Linked DNA regions of Mus musculus: region 1 is linked to region 2. A link is a contact called in public Hi-C data. All regions are on one chromosome and are shown on one strand. The core of a region is the stretch at or near the end of the contact, and the rest is flanking DNA. Distances in the headings are between cores, read along the strand shown.

What was found. Hi-C and Micro-C count contacts between places; a contact is called where the count stands out from the background.
Region 1: a contact with region 2 is called in a Hi-C map of cerebral cortex, with 2.6 times the contacts expected there. The contact joins two enhancer-like sites. A contact is called at or near these places in 1 of 15 datasets of contacts at CTCF or cohesin (pro-B cells), 5 of 484 Hi-C or Micro-C datasets (Th1 cells, cerebral cortex and embryonic fibroblasts) and 1 of 9 other capture datasets (embryonic stem cells).

Annotation. Positions count from the first base shown.
Region 1 is chr6:148,419,553-148,424,282 of GRCm38.p6, forward strand. All of the region lies in intron 2 of Tmtc1 (transmembrane and tetratricopeptide repeat containing 1), which reads right to left. Among named protein-coding and RNA genes, the nearest start is that of Tmtc1, 22 kb to the right of the region's middle. Within about 2 kb of position 2,274, at least 13 of the 459 cell types and tissues checked have an H3K27ac peak or open chromatin away from gene starts, as enhancers often do. A contact at or near this core is called in cerebral cortex, where this site is marked.
Region 2 is chr6:148,232,084-148,236,929 of GRCm38.p6, forward strand. Tmtc1 (transmembrane and tetratricopeptide repeat containing 1) reads right to left here. Exons shown (of 20, transcript NM_198967.5): 20 at 347-4,846. 4732416N19Rik (RIKEN cDNA 4732416N19 gene) reads left to right here. Exons shown (of 2, transcript NR_015615.1): 2 at 3,173-3,580. Among named protein-coding and RNA genes, the nearest start is that of Gm52483, 11 kb to the right of the region's middle. Within about 2 kb of position 2,173, at least 23 of the 459 cell types and tissues checked have an H3K27ac peak or open chromatin away from gene starts, as enhancers often do. A contact at or near this core is called in cerebral cortex, where this site is marked.

The DNA.
Region 1 (4,730 bases), core at 1,024-3,523, 190 kb after region 2:
TTTATGGTCTTCACTGTTGCTAGGTAACTGGGGAGGAGTTTAGCCTGAAGGTCAGAAGCTTGGGCCATTGCTTATGTGACCATGCTTCTCTTGTGGGGGCTGTGAGAGATGGTACCTTAGGCAGGGGCCAGAGTTCCAGGAGCATGAGGGAACGCCTACCGTGTCATGTAGGTGAATTATGACCATCGGGGTTCAGACCTCAGCTCGACTGGAGACCAGCCTGCAATTCCCCACAAAGCTACATGACTCCAGGTAGGCAGGCAGTGACAGTGTACGCTGAGGTATAAGGTCCCAGCTGAGTGATGATCGCACAAGTCACATGTGAGGCTCAGATGGGTTTAGTGGCCACTGCTGTCCTAGAGCATTTAAGTGAGCATGAATTCAAGAAGGTTAAGAAGAGAGCCCACCTAACCTGTCATGAAGTCGTGGGGCAAACCTGGAGGGATAGATGCTCATCCCAGAATGAATGATGTGGCCAACAGCAAAGCTTATAGCAAGGTGGAGTATAGCAGTCACAAGTTAGGCAAGTCTAACCAGTGTCTCTAAAGTGTCTTGAAACCCTGTTTCTCACTGTAAACCAATCTGGAAAGATCAAGACTACGACAGCTGAATGCACAAATGCATAACAAATATAGCAGCTGGGCGGGCTGACTCATACCTATCATCCCAGCACTGGAAGGCTGAGGAGGAAGGTCATAAGTTCAAAACTAGCCTGGGCTAGAGAGTAAGAACTTACCTCAACAATAGCATCATAATGTAGAGTCCCGTTAGCAGAAATTAATAGAGGATGTGACAGTGTCAGTGCTGATATTAACAGGCCCCTCTCCAGGCCAAACCACAAAGCACACAGTACATGCCTACTCTGTACCTCCCGTTGAGCTGAGGTCTTTGGGCAAAGTGTTTGACATCTAAAATAAAGTGACCATCCCTATTAACTGCTTGGCTACAGTTACCATTTCCTGTGGCTCTGTTAGTTAATGTCATCATGTTCGTTCACTGTGGTCTTGTTCCAGTGAGCGAGAACTAGAAGGTACTATGCCAACTGGAAAGCAATTGCCTGCCTCAAGGACTTTAACATCTGCTGGGGTCAGAAGAGGGTATTAAATAGGATACACGGAGCCACTGTTGCCAGAAAAGAGTAAAGCTTCGTTCTGGCCACTGGGTCTAGGAAGTATCACAGAAGGGCTGGCTCCGAATCTGACAGCTAAAGAAGAGGCAAGGAAGATTTCAAGGAGCTTGAGACTGGGGGCCATGAAGCAGGACCGGGAAAGGCACTAACGTGCATTCCTCTTGGAGCGTAGGAGGGCGTGCAGTGGTTCTGGAAGGGGGATAACATAGGGACAGGGCATGTGCGGTCAACAGCGAGAATGCCGAAGGATGCCAGGCAGCAGAGGTGGGAGGTATAGGTGGGTTGCTGCAGCAATGGCAGCTGAACCCACCAGTGTCCTGACATAAAAAGCAACTGGGCAGCTCATGGTGAGTAGAATTGTATGCACCTTTCTCAGCCAAAAGCTGTAGGCCTTCATCACCAGGGAGTATTACATTAAAGCACTGTTAAAATGCTGGAAAGTGCTAGTGAATAGGACTGAATAGAATTTAAAATAGGTGAGTCTCTGTTTCTCTGTCTCTCTCTGTATCTCTCTTTCTGTCTCTTTCTATGCATCTCTCTCTCGCTCCCTCTCTCTCTAGATTTTAGAATATCTTCATGTGCAGGCAATGAGATGTCTTGGGGATAGGACCCAGGACTGAACACAAACTCCATCTCTATTTCCATATACTTTATATACAAAGTCTGAGGGTGACCTTATAGAGCACTTTTATTATCTCCACATTTCAACTGTGACCTGTCACATTCTAGCAGGTGAGGAATTTCCTGGTTGTGACATCATGACAATATTTAAAGTGTCAGGCTTTGGAGAATCTGGAATTTGAGATTTTCAGGTTATGGGTGTCTGAGCTGTAATGGATATGTGGACCTGTCAGCCAGGATAACAAAACCACACACAGAAAATGCCCATTAGAACTTCATTAGCCTTTAGGTTACATTGTGTTATTTTAGGAACGCTATTGACAGGGTTTGTATAAGTAGACTCTGTATAGAGTTACGAATATTTATTTTATCTGCAAGAATGAGCTCCATTAGCCTCAGACGTGGCCAGGAACGTGAATGGAACATGTGGGAACAGCCAGGAGCCAGACCGGCTGATTAGATCAGAGCCAATTTTCTCCTGAGCCCTCCTGTTCTGATTCTAGACATGTTGGCTTTAATCTTCCCACTCTGTGTGCCGGCTTCCTCGCTTTCAGTCTGGCAAACCAGAGATAGCTATGTTGACCAGATGTAAATGTTCATAGGAGAATCACAATGATTTTCCAGATTTTGCTGTTTTTCCATGATTCAGAATTCAGAAAAGCACAAATTTTCAAAGAAATACAATATTGGGAAACCTGCCCAAGAAACTCCAGGGCTTAAATGAGGTAGTCTGGCCCTCTTCATTCTCTGCCCTGCAGAACACAATCCTGCTGTCACCATATGCATGCTTTCAAATGCTTGCTGAAAAATATGACTAACTAAGGTGTCCTGTGTGCTTACATTTGAATTAACTGTTCTCTTCTCTGGGTCTTACTTTTGCATCTATTTGCGTGTCTAGTCTTGGGTTTTCTGTGAATATAAGCTGTGGAAGGAATCCCTATGATCTCCCAGCATCTACAAGCCTGGACTCATCATCTATTTGCTAACTGCCTCACTTACAAAGTAAACCACATTGACATGCTGACACACAATCACGTCAGTGCACCTAAACCAAATTCCATCCAAATTTAAAGTCTCCATCTTCCTGGAATAGCATAACATATGGTCCATGTGTAGTCTTGTTTAATGAAGATGAGAGATTTCCCAAGGCCCCCTATGTCTTACTGTGCATGTTTAATAATTTATCACTAATTGTCTGTGAAGTGCATCACTTCTTCTGTCTCTCTGTCCTCCTCCCTAGAAACCCGAACTTCAATCTATAATTAAATAGCAGACTCCATTTTGCTCCATAGCGTAAATGGTATGTTGGGTCAGCTTTCTTTGCCTGTGGTCCACAGCTCCTTAATCTTGCAAATTCAAGTGCCTACCCAATATCCTTCTCCCAGTCCTTCAACACCTGTGCCTCTTTAATTGTGTTACTATAGATTTTTGTATTAGCACAAAACCCCTGGAAACCCCATTTTAAAGGTTACTAATAGGATTTGTTTTTCTGTCTTTCTTTCTCTCTTTTTTTCTCTCTTTCTCTCTTTCTCTCTCTCTTTCTTCTTTCTTTCTTTCTTTCTTTCTCTCTCTCTTTCTTCCTTCCTTCCTTCCTTCCTTCCTTCCTTCCTTCCTCCCTCCCTCCCTCCCTTCCTTTTTTTTTTTTTAAGACTCTAACCTAACCTGGATCAGCTCCTGATCACACTGTCCAAGGTTGCCTTGTGTATGCACTCTCTCCTCAGCCGATGAATTAAAACTCTAACTGCACATTCAATTGATCTTTCCTGTAATAACTGCCCCCAAGTACAGTATAGCCCTTCAACTATGTCAAAATGTAACATCATTCTAGCCTTCTATATGACCAACACTTTGGCCATTTTCCTTCATAGTATGCACACAAAGAGCATTAGAAAGCTAGGCATTTCTCATTTACTTAAGTTCATACATAAAACTCATCAGAACATATTTAAATATTATCAGAATCTACCCTTTCATACACCACAAATTCTGGCATTTTAAAATTTGGCTGTATTGTACCCAAGGGAGCCTGAGCAGCCCCTGCTGCCCCGCCTTCTGCCTACATACAAGGGGGCTTTTAAAATTATTTCCTTAAGTTTATTGAGACAGCATTTTATGTATCCCAGACTGGCCTGGAAGTCTGCAATATATAGCCCAGGATGACCTTGAACTCCTGATCTTCCTGCCTCTACTTCACAATGTCTGAGACCATTGACCATCACACCTGCTAGAAAGAGTTCTTTTTTCCATGGAAACCTGTCCAGTCTCCTCTTCCTGTGAAGTTATCTACTTCAGTGTCACTCACCCTCAGCATTTTCTCTTGATGCATTGCATTGCTATGTTTAAATGTATTTTATTTATCATATTACCTCTTTATATTGAAAATACATATGGATTCTTTTGGTGTGTAGGTGTGTGTGTATGTGTGTGTATGTTGCAAAACATGGAACTCGGGACCTCATACACAGTGATCAATTATCCTACCACAGGGCTACATGTATTGTCCTTAACTGTTTTTTAAACTTACTGGGATAACTGTAAATCTCTACATATTATATTTCAGTTATGTATTAGTATTCTGTTTATAATTCACATCATGATGAAAGCAGAAAGAAACTAAGCCCTGAACATGAAGGTGTACATGCTAGTAAGTGTAGCTGGTTTTGGCATCTGTGGTTGGTCTACTTTTTCTCAGAAGAGTAAGAGAGTGTGCCACACAATTCTAAGTCTGGCTTCCACCTTTCAGACTATTCCCACGGATGAGAATGGAAGGATGTGTGTTATAGGCATAGCTAAATGTTTTGAACTCCAAAGTCAGGGGCAATTACCACATAGGGATCTACTGTCTCACATAATGTTTTATGGTCTGTAATCTAACAAATCATCAAGGTTTGACTTTGATTCAGACAGAAGCAATGAATGTAGGAACATCAGTCCCTACAGCAGTTGCCCACCAGTCTCTCTTCTCACTGTTACCATTTTA
Region 2 (4,846 bases), core at 923-3,422:
GGGGTGGAGGTAGGAGGGAAGGGGTAGGGAGGAGGGAGGGAGGGACTTGTGTGTGTGTGTGTGTTGGGTCTAGGTACTGCTTAACCACTGATTTCTAACTTCCATTTGCACACACACACACACACAAAGGCCCAAAGACACCTACAAAGCCAGCAGAGGGCAGAGTCTGGCCTGGAGGTGTCTGCCAAGGGAGACAAGGGCAGAGTCTCCTGCAGAAAAGTAGGCACTTGTGATATGGATGACAGGTAAGGACAGGCCACCTTTACTTTTGAAGCCCAGATTTACTAGCAAAAAGACTATTAATGGAATCTAATCAGAGAACCTGAGAGACTGAGGCCAGACAGAATTCTTATTTTACCATGTTTTATATAAAATAGACATTTACATAAATTTTATTTTTGAAAGACTTAGGCAAAGTATACAGTCAGACTTAAATGGAGAAATATTTTAAGCAGCATAGCAAAAATAATGCAGGTGTACATTTATATACAATCACCCAAAATAGGAACACTGAGCAGAGGGAACAAAGAACAAGGTCCTGACAGCAAACACAGTGACTTCCACACAGTCAAAACAAGCCCTGGCCTCTGGAGACACCTCAGCACCCTGGGCTCCCAGGAAAGTGACAGGGTCACTACAAGAACTTTAAGCACATAGACTGTAAAGTAAGGGTTACTATTCTTGTCATGTTACAGACCCGGGCAACCTGATCCTCCCGGGGGTTGTTTGTGTTTTGTTGTGGTTGTGGTGCACACTACCGAGAATGATAGGAGTGGGGCCAAATCATTATCTCCACAGATGCATAGCAGTGCTTTTCAATGCACTGAAGAGGATCATGGACAGGACAGTACTTCACGGGGGACAAACTCCACTGAGACAGACCAACCTGCCTCAGCGATGCAGCTCCTCAGAGTGACTCTACGATTAGAACTCTGAAGCAGTAATCTTGCACTAGTGTGCCCCCATGATGGGCCAACAGCTAAAGAACCCCCAAAGGATATGCACATTAGGAACTTCCAGATTCGCTATGAATATAGTGTGTGTGCCAATGGGAGATATTCTGATCTCTGCATGCAGATGTTTCCAGTTAGGAACAGCTGATTACCTACATTTACAACATCAGACCAGGACTACACACATTGTGAGGTGCTGTCTCTTTTTAAAGTTACATGTCCTGGTGGCTTTAATCAGAAGAGTCCAAATGATCAAAATGGAATATTTTAATGAGTCAACTGACAGCTTCATGTATTTTTTCTATCCTGTGGTCCCACTTTGATAGGAAGCCATCGGTTTTACTATAGTTATTTATCTGCTCTCTCAGAACAAAGAGCTCACAGAAACAAAAATATTAGAAGTGTTTTCAGAACTATAAAACATGCTTTGAATTGAAAATTCGGAATAATGGCAAGTATTATATTTCTGACATTGTTTTTGGTATTCCATAGCCTTAGCTTATATAGCTGCTGTCTGGGAGTAAGGTTTGACAGACATCTATAGTATTACCTGTAAAAGGATGCCATTTAGATACTTGGGCTTTGCAGTATTTGGGAAATGACAACCTACAATGGAAACTGTGATATGAAAATAAGAAAGCAAGAACAAGCCAACTCCTTAGTACAGGTACTCGCCATGTACCACTACTGTCAGGAGTCTCCTGAAGGCTTCTCCTCCTGGGTGGACCCACCACAGACAGAAAAGAAAGGCATTTTTGCTTATGATTCTTGTTTTTAAAAAGTGTTTGTATGAGTGTGTGTTTTTTTGTTATTGTTGTTGCTGTTGGTTTGTTTTTTCTGTGTAGCCATGGCTGTCCTGGAACTCACCTTGTAGCCCAGGCTGGGCTGTAAGTCAGAGTTCCACCTGTCTCTGCCTCCCAAGTGCTGGGATTAAAGGTGTGCACCACCACCACCTGGCTCAAAAAACAAAACAGGTTTGAGTAAGTATAATCAAGAACTAAATGACAAAGCCCCAGTGTCTGTGCCAGGCAGAGAGAAAGAGGGAGAGAGGCAGAGGCAAGCACTGAGCCTTGGACACCTTCTAAGAGCCCAAAGAAATCATGGGTTTGTTTTTCATTTGTTATCTTTGGTACCTTGCCTGGTACATGCACGTAGCAAGGTGGTGCCTCTCCATCTGACACCCAAGCATTTTCTAAATAGAAGGGCAAATTATAGTCCAGTGGCCACAAGCATAAAGCCACCCCACTCAGCCACCTCCCAGTCTGTCTAGGAGTAATGGCGTTAACCAACCCATGGGGCAATGACTCATTCTTTAGAATTCTTTGGCTTATTTTAGTCTAATCTAGAAATAGAATTGTCATTTTAATGGCATCCCCTTGGTAAAAGTCACAAACCTCCTTAAAGTGCTCAGCCCTGTAGGACTTTGCTAGCACCAGAGGAAGGGTCCTAGTTCTCTAAAGGCAGCCAGTGCTGGGAGACCGTGTGCTGGAGGGAGGACCTCCCTACCAACCCATGCTGCTCTGTAAGCAGGATATAAACTGTCTGCTAACAGTCACAAGAAATGGGACATTTAATTTCTTTTCCCCCTCAGTTTAGTCACCTCAGGTTTGCTTCTACAGTGTGGTTTAGAATTTTTATTTAGTCTTGGCTGAAAGCTGCAAAAAGCCTGTGAAATTCTGCTGTAGACTTCAAAAGAGAACCTGCATACTAATGTAGACAAAACTTCAAAAGAAACAACTCCAGGGCTGAGATGTCACTAGTAGCCAGTGATAGAAGGCTCCCCTGGCATACATGAAGTTCCAACACCAGAACCACACAAACAAACAAGGGCCCCCAGGCCTCAAAGAGCACTATTCCCCACGGTCTCCATATTTTTGGTCTATTCACCTGCGTTCTACCACCAAATCAGGTTTTATAAATGGCATTGTATCATCTGAATCATTTTGAAAAATCCTAACCAAATAACCCCCAAGCCATTCCTATAACTTCTATGTCAATGGGCACATGAATGGACTGCCACATGTGTGGATTTCATGACATTGGCTGGGTCTAGGTACGATGAAGGACAGGCCTGAAAAGGAATGGTGGTGGTGGGAGGGGCTACAAGGATGTGTGTTAAGGGCTCTGTGTAAGGAAAGAAGAACTTCAGGAATGCTATGCTGGGGTTCAGAACAGGTAAAGCAAGTCCTGATTTGTTTTTTGTCTCCTTCCTACCTAAGGCATACTTCAGAATTCTGAGACCCAGGGCTGGACACAAACAAACAAAAAACATGAAGAATAAATTTAGCTGTGGACAGAGCTCAGAGGGAGTGCACAAGGTCCTGGGTCTGAGTCTCAGTACCCATGATGAGACCCTGCTAGGACAAAGCCAGCTCTGCCCCCAGGCGTCAGAACAGCTCTCCAGTTACCATGGGGCACAAGCTTGCTGATGGCAAAGCAGATGCATTTTCATGAGACACCAGGCTCTGTTTCTACTGTAATAAAGATGACTCCACGTCACAAGGACCAAATAGCATGTTACAAAATACACTCAAACGGTTTGCAACTGATCTTCTCACAGGAAACATTTCAACCATGGAAACTATCTCACTGCCTCATTTCAATAAAGGATCCAAAATATCTAGGCCAACAAAGCAAGCTGATTTTGCTTTTCTTTGTAAGCAGTGCTTATTTTTAACTGCTTCAGGAGATGCCAAAGTGGGGAGACAAATGAGAAAGAAGAGAGGCCCAGATAAAGCAGTCTCCTAGATGTCATGTGGCTTTTTCTCCTCTGAAAGGTTTACGCTGTAGTTGCCTTTTAATTACTCTAGCAAGTGTATACTGAGACCACCTGAAGTGCTTTCTGTAAGGCAAAGTCCTGTCAAATGTTATAGTTCAATCTATTCCATTACCTTTTAATGCATCTATTTTGTTAAATACTATTATAACTAAGAGGTGACTTTTACCAAGGGTCCCTGCCATCCAACTTAGGGGCTAGGAATTATTTTATAATAAACACTATAGTACACTTTTTGACCTTGGGAGTAAAGATTTATATCTTAGATGGAAAAAAGTTTTTAGATCAATTTATGATAATTTAGGTAATGTTGACAGAAACCAGGTGACAAAAAACTGCCCCCAAAAAGCAGGTGTGTGTTGGATCAACTCCCTCGCCATGCCTTTCCAAATACATTTCCAGCCATTTACTTCAGCTTATCTGCTTCAGAAACAGCACACAGAGGCACGGCATCCTGATGCTGGGCTGTAAGCAGCAGAGGGTTTTCCCTCGGGCCTGGCTGCACTGGTGAGATGGTTTTGCTTTCCACCTGTCATGTCTGTGTGATGGCTGGCTCAGCATCAGGACCTGCATGGCCTGTGGTGTTTTGTTTTCAGTGATAAGCCCTTCCAAATCCTTCCCTCCCCAAACACTGAGCTGACCCTAACTCCATTAGTCTTATTGGCAAATAACCAATATGATTTAGGGAGACTGTGAAAGCTTTCCTATCTTGCAATTTTCATATGCTTGGTTTTGAGAGCTGCTATCAAAATGACTATGTACAGAGGAAAAAAACAAGAATTATGGATATATATTAAATATTTTATAAGTTATACAATAAATAACACTAAAAATAATGTCAAATTGTGATTTCAACTTTGTCTTCCTTGTTTTTAAATATAAATATATTTTTAAAAAATTATGAATTTTGACTTCATCCTAGAGTTTTAGAGTATTCTCTACAAAGTCTCCAAACTCACTTGTGTTTTAAATACAGAATCCTCAGTAAATCTCAAAAGTCAATGACAGAGCTCTTTTCCCTCAACTTAAGAGTCTATGAGGAATTCTGTAACACAATGTAAAGATTCTTTAGTGCTCAAATATATCTTTCAAAAACAATAAATCTCATAAGTCTTGA